2 separate regions of the Anas platyrhynchos genome follow, and region 1 is linked to region 2. The links are chromatin contacts, called in public Hi-C maps. All regions are on one chromosome and are shown on one strand. The core of a region is the stretch at or near the end of the contact, and the rest is flanking DNA. Distances in the headings are between cores, read along the strand shown. Region 1 overlaps SLC1A2 (solute carrier family 1 member 2). Region 2 overlaps PDHX (pyruvate dehydrogenase complex component X).

Evidence for each region. Hi-C and Micro-C count contacts between places; a contact is called where the count stands out from the background.
Region 1: a contact with region 2 is called in a Hi-C map of subcutaneous adipose tissue, with 2.2 times the contacts expected there. The contact joins two enhancer-like sites. A contact is called at or near these places in 2 of 8 Hi-C or Micro-C datasets (F1 follicle and subcutaneous adipose tissue).

The regions. Positions count from the first base shown.
Region 1 is chr5:49,447,237-49,449,936 of IASCAAS_PekinDuck_T2T, reverse strand. All of the region lies in intron 1 of SLC1A2 (solute carrier family 1 member 2), which reads left to right. Among named protein-coding and RNA genes, the nearest start is that of SLC1A2, 12 kb to the left of the region's middle. Within about 2 kb of position 1,351, at least 3 of the 8 cell types and tissues checked have an H3K27ac peak or open chromatin away from gene starts, as enhancers often do. A contact at or near this core is called in subcutaneous adipose tissue, where this site is marked.
Region 2 is chr5:49,188,486-49,191,185 of IASCAAS_PekinDuck_T2T, reverse strand. All of the region lies in intron 1 of PDHX (pyruvate dehydrogenase complex component X), which reads right to left. Among named protein-coding and RNA genes, the nearest start is that of APIP, 3.9 kb to the right of the region's middle. Within about 2 kb of position 1,450, at least 1 of the 8 cell types and tissues checked has an H3K27ac peak or open chromatin away from gene starts, as enhancers often do. A contact at or near this core is called in subcutaneous adipose tissue, where this site is marked.

The DNA.
Region 1 (2,700 bases), core at 102-2,601, 260 kb before region 2:
AATGTATTGGAGGGTCTCCAGAGCTCCTTTCCAACCATAGTTATTCTGCATTTCTGTATACTGCAAATAAACAGCATACAGCTGTCTCCATGCAGTGCCTTCGTATCTCAGTTCTTAGATGTGGCCGTGATGCCATATACTGCTGGCATAGCATATCATACTCTGTACACTACTTCCATGTCCCTGAGCTTTCAGGAGATTGGCTACGCCTACATGAATAAGTAGTTGAGCCCAACAGGAACAGCTGGTCCTGGTTAAGTCCACGCTACAGTGGTTAGTGTGTGGAGTGCCGCTGGTGTGCTACTGGAGTGCATTTCTTGGTGTAACTGCACCCAAAACCAATTCAGTGCATGTGCCCCAGCACCGTTCTGTGATGAGAGCCGCAGTGCAGCAGGTGGGCACCATCAGGAAATTCGCTTCAGAAGCTCACACCTGGTTCAGACTAAACTGCTAGTGTAGGTTTGTCCTCAGCCGGTTACTGAGACTCCTCAGGTAAGTCTCCCCACCTCTTCCTTTCAGGCAGTTGCAGAGAGCAATAAGGTCTCCCCTGAGCCTCTTCTTCTCCAGACCAAACACCCCCAGTTCCCTCAGCCGCTCCTCACAGGACTTGTGCTCTAGGCTTCGTGGCCCTTCTCTTGGCATGCTCCATGGTCTTGGTGTCCTTGTACTGCGAGGCCAACGTGCGTGCAGGCAGCGCTGCCACTGCCGTGGCCATGACCCTGAGCCACTGCTGTGGCCCGTGGAGATGCTGGGGTACACGAGCCGCCCCCGAGCAACACGTGGAGCACAGGCTGGGGCGGGCATGGCCCATGGCCTGTCACAGAGGTGGTGCTCTCTGCCAGGTCATGGCAAGAGTGCTGAGGGCTCCGGGTTCCTTCCAGTGAGAGAAGCACAGCCTTCTGAGTTTACTACGGTCGTAGTACGCTTCCCTTGAGGCAGAAAGCAGTCTTTTAATGAAGCATCTGGCCCCTTGGCCGTGTAAGAACTGCTCTTCCTATAGAAAAGGTTTGCCTCTACGAGTGCACGTGGATAAAACACACGGCTCTCGCACCCAGGCGTGCATATGGGAACTAATTAACACCTGGCTGCTATTTATAGCACAGCAATCTAGGACAGGGAGCGAGAAACCAGTCCGGGTCCCTCGCCCGCCATTTTAGGGGCTGTGAGGCGGGCGGCTGGCACTGCCCCGCGGCCAGAGGCATTCCCCCTGCGGGCTCCTGACCGACACCAGGGCGCCTCTGCCGGCGCCCTCCCGTGCCGCAGGGCTCGCCGCGGCCCCCGGGGGCTGAGCTTGGAGCCCGGGGGCTGAGCTTGGAGCCCGGGGGCTGAGGGGCCGCCCCCCGCTCCCCCGCGGCCGGGCCGGGTGTCCCGGAGCCCGACAGGGGGCGGCCGAGGGCAGCGCTGGCGGCCGGCGGGGAGCGCCGTGCTCCCGGCCCGGTGCTGGAGCTCCCCGGGGACCTGCCTCTGATTTTTAACCACGTTTAACCAGTTAACCACGCTTTGACCTCTCCGTGAGAGTAGGAGTACGGTGGAGCCTGAAACCAGCTCGGTTTGTAGGTGTTAGCCTACTCACCAGCCTACAGAGAAGCGCTTCTAATCAGAACAGCAGTGGGGCTAGTGAATCTGGACGTGCTGTCTAAATCAGGAGAAAAGAATGCGTTTTCCTGTCATAAGGGAATGGTTAGGATGTAGTCATAGAAAGGCTTGAATGCCAAGATCTTTATTCCTATGCATTTTTGAGCTTCAGGCTGCCCCCAAAACGTCTTGTGGAGCCAGCATATGTAGCCCATAACAATAAAAACATGAAGAACAATAATATTACATCAGTGAGATTTTCCCCTGTGTCTGGAGCACTTGATCCAGATTTCATATGCTTTGATCTGTATGACTGATTTTCTAAAGCACACAGCTCTATAGCATGCTATTCAGCCTGTGCACGAAACCCGTTCATTCACAGACTCCTAGACAAATTGGTGTAATGACAGTATGTGACCGAACATAGAAAGTCCTCGTTTGAAAGCTGGTCAGGAGCTGATGACAGGGACCAGTGAGAATGGGACGTGAATTGGACAGGCACAGCAAACGGGAGTTACAGGAGCAACAAAGTCAGGAGGTCAGACTCAGCCCCGAGGCTGAGAACCGAAAAGGAGGGGGACAAATTAATTCCCGTCTTGTACCTGCGTGTTCATGCCTTGCAATTACCCTGGGGTCAGCAGCGACGATGTATCATCCTCCAAGTGAAGTATTTCCATAATTTTACACACCATAAGGAAATCACGGTGGCTGTCATATACTGTTTCTTCATTATTTTGAAGGGGCAGAGAAAAGAAAGGGAAGGAGGATTTTAACTTCCACCCAGTTTCCCTGCTATTTATTCTCAAGAAAAACGATAGTTTTGGCAACCGCTCTTCGCACCCGTGGCATATCGAGAGTGGCCACAAGGAGGTGTTGTTTTTCCAAGCCGTGTATTAGTAATCCTGTGATACCAGAATGCCTCAGAGGCGCCTTTTGGGGCTAAAATATGTACTGAAAGATAAATGTCTCCTAATTTATCTTCTTGTCTAAACAGAGGAATCAGAGACAGCTTGGAAGTAATGTGTTCTCATCTTTATAGATGGAGAACCAAGGTGTAAGGTATGCTCGCTGTTACACAGGATCTGTGACTGTGGACAGAAGTGAGTTATGTTGTCTTGTCTCAGT
Region 2 (2,700 bases), core at 201-2,700:
TATGTCTGATAAAAAAAACCTTGAAACATTTCTCATTCCAGAGATCTTCCGTGGGTGTCTCTATAGAGGGACCAGGTAAATTCTCAGCCCTTTCCTTCCCGTGACAAGCCAAACACAAAGATCTGCAGGGTGCCACCACGTATTTAAGCAATAGAGACCCCAGCCCCACCACACCACGTACATGTACTTGGCACAGGCAGCCAGCAGCTCGCTGCCACGTGCCAGCCAGCTGAACCTTCCCAGGGCACCCGAACACAGCGGGAGAAGCAGCCCTGCACAGCACCCAGCTGCGTGACGCCCACGTGGGACTGCGAGCGCAGGGCTCATGCCCAGCACGCCGCCTCCTGCCCTCTGATCCTGGTGCCACAGGGGCATGCAGACACCCAGCTGGTGACACCGGAGATACCCTGCTGACCTTCTGCGGAGAGCAATGAGGCCAAACTAGTACAGTACTAGTACAGCTCTTCAGGTGCTATTTTGGAAGAGCAGGTTTCCAGTGCCTGGTCAATTTTTAAAGCTCTTCTTGAATTATTTTTAATCGGAATTTGTATCGAGTTAAAGCACAGAAACAGACAAATAGGAAGAACACTGCACATAATGGCAAACATCAATTCTGCTTCATATTCCCCTTTTCTCTGTACCCTGTCAGCAGCATTAAGGTTTATCAAGAATAGGAAGCAGCAGCACATTTCTCCCAGTTCCTGTATTGCTTAGAACAGGAACAGCTTTACACACTTAGGAGTGACCCCAGTTTTTTTCCCATTGTCCAGAATAAAACAGGCAATGAAATAAAATCAGAGGTTTCAGCTAAAAGGCCAGAATGAAAACGCTTCCATCCTTACTTCTAAGTCCTAACTTAATGGTTAAGATCTCAGAGAAGACAAAGATAAAAAGGAAAACTTCAATTAATACACAATGTTTTAAGGGATTTAAAAGCATCCACCTCTGTTCTGTAATTAATTAATGTTAATATATCCAATAAATCTGCCCTTGCCTGTCTCACTGTTACAGGATTATGAAAGAATTAAATTATTAAACTTGTAAAAGGTATTAAAACATAAATATTTCAGAGGTTATGTAGAGTTATAGACATGACATAGTTTTTCCATTATTGCTGGACACAATGCATTTTTTAAAATGCAAAATTGAAATAATGTATTGAAATATCTAACAACCTCAGCAGCCATTAATGACCTCACCATTTCAGGAGGCACAGAGAGCAGAGAGTGAGCTATCTATTCCCCAAAGTCCCCAGGACATCAAAACAATCAGGGTCATGCTCCCCAAAACTCTTGAACTGTGGAAATGAGCCCAGCATATACATGGTTCATGTTTCCAGCAGACTGCATGAAGAAATACACATTTCTTTCAGCTGCCTATTCCCAGGGTATTTTTCCTTTTCCAACTCAGCCCTAGAAATTGTTCTGTTCTTTCTGTGATACTGAAACACTTGTCAGAGTTGCATTATTCATTACTGTAGTCCTTAGAAATGCATCCAGACAATGTTCTGGGTAGCACTGCTGGTCTTCATCTGAACTTCCTCCAAGAATTTTTTTTTTAAGTTTCTTTTTGCAAGCTCTCATCTTGGGCTAATACACATGAAAATGATCTACATTAACAATGTATATTACTCTGAGAATTCTTCTCTGTGCTCATGTACCACATAATCGTTTATTTATGATTTTTTTTCCTTACACTCCAAGTTAAAGCATGAGTTTATTTTTCTTTATGTTATGTACATTCACTGAAATACATTTATAGGTAACAGCAAGTAGAAAATACATTACTTGAAAATTTACACTATGTAAATAAATGCTTTCCATTTCATTTGTCTAAATTGATAAGTCAACTTTGATGATCAAATACAACAAAAAAATTACTTTGAAGTCATACCCCACAAAAATTTAGGACTACCTAGAACTTGGACGTACTTCACTGAAAAAAAATGAAAGCATTCCACATTTGTAATGAGAAAAATATATGTTTTTAAACACGGTGTGTCATAGTTTTTGTTTTAGTAAAGAGTTACTTGACCCATTCCCCACAATATGCTCCATACCATGGAATAAACCCAAAACTGAGCAACAAATCTGGGGTACTGTAACATTTTCCCTTTCCTGTTATGAGCAGCTACAACAAACCATACGGTCCCTTCTGGTCCTTTAAGCAAATTAAAAGACAAGATCCAGAAGCAAGCATACATGAAGTATTGGAAAAGTAAACCAGAGACAAAGCAGGAGGAAGAATCCAAAAATCAAGGCATGCATCCTCTGAAAATGAGGAACTGTTGGGCCTCTTTTCAATAATGGAAAACGCAAGTGAGGAGCAGCATTCAAACTGACTGTGCAAGGTGTATGACTCTGCTTTTAACAGTCACAAAGAAAGAAAAATTCTACCACCATGGCTCTGCAACAATATTTAGGAACTGTACAAACAAAACCTAGGATTGTGAAAACTAATCCTATGGTCCACTTTCTTTGAAGATGGACTGCAACTTGCAGGGCCCATACTACTACTTGGAATGTAGCTGACCTTTTACTTCAAAACAGAATACTATATTTAGTATTCTGGGTTTGAAATAGACACAGAGTGATGTGGGGATTCCAGGCTGGAAAAGAAACATCTGGCTGTAAAATTCTGTGCATTGTCATTCAAGACTTAAGATATACTGCAAAACAACTGTTGATGTTTTCTTTTGGA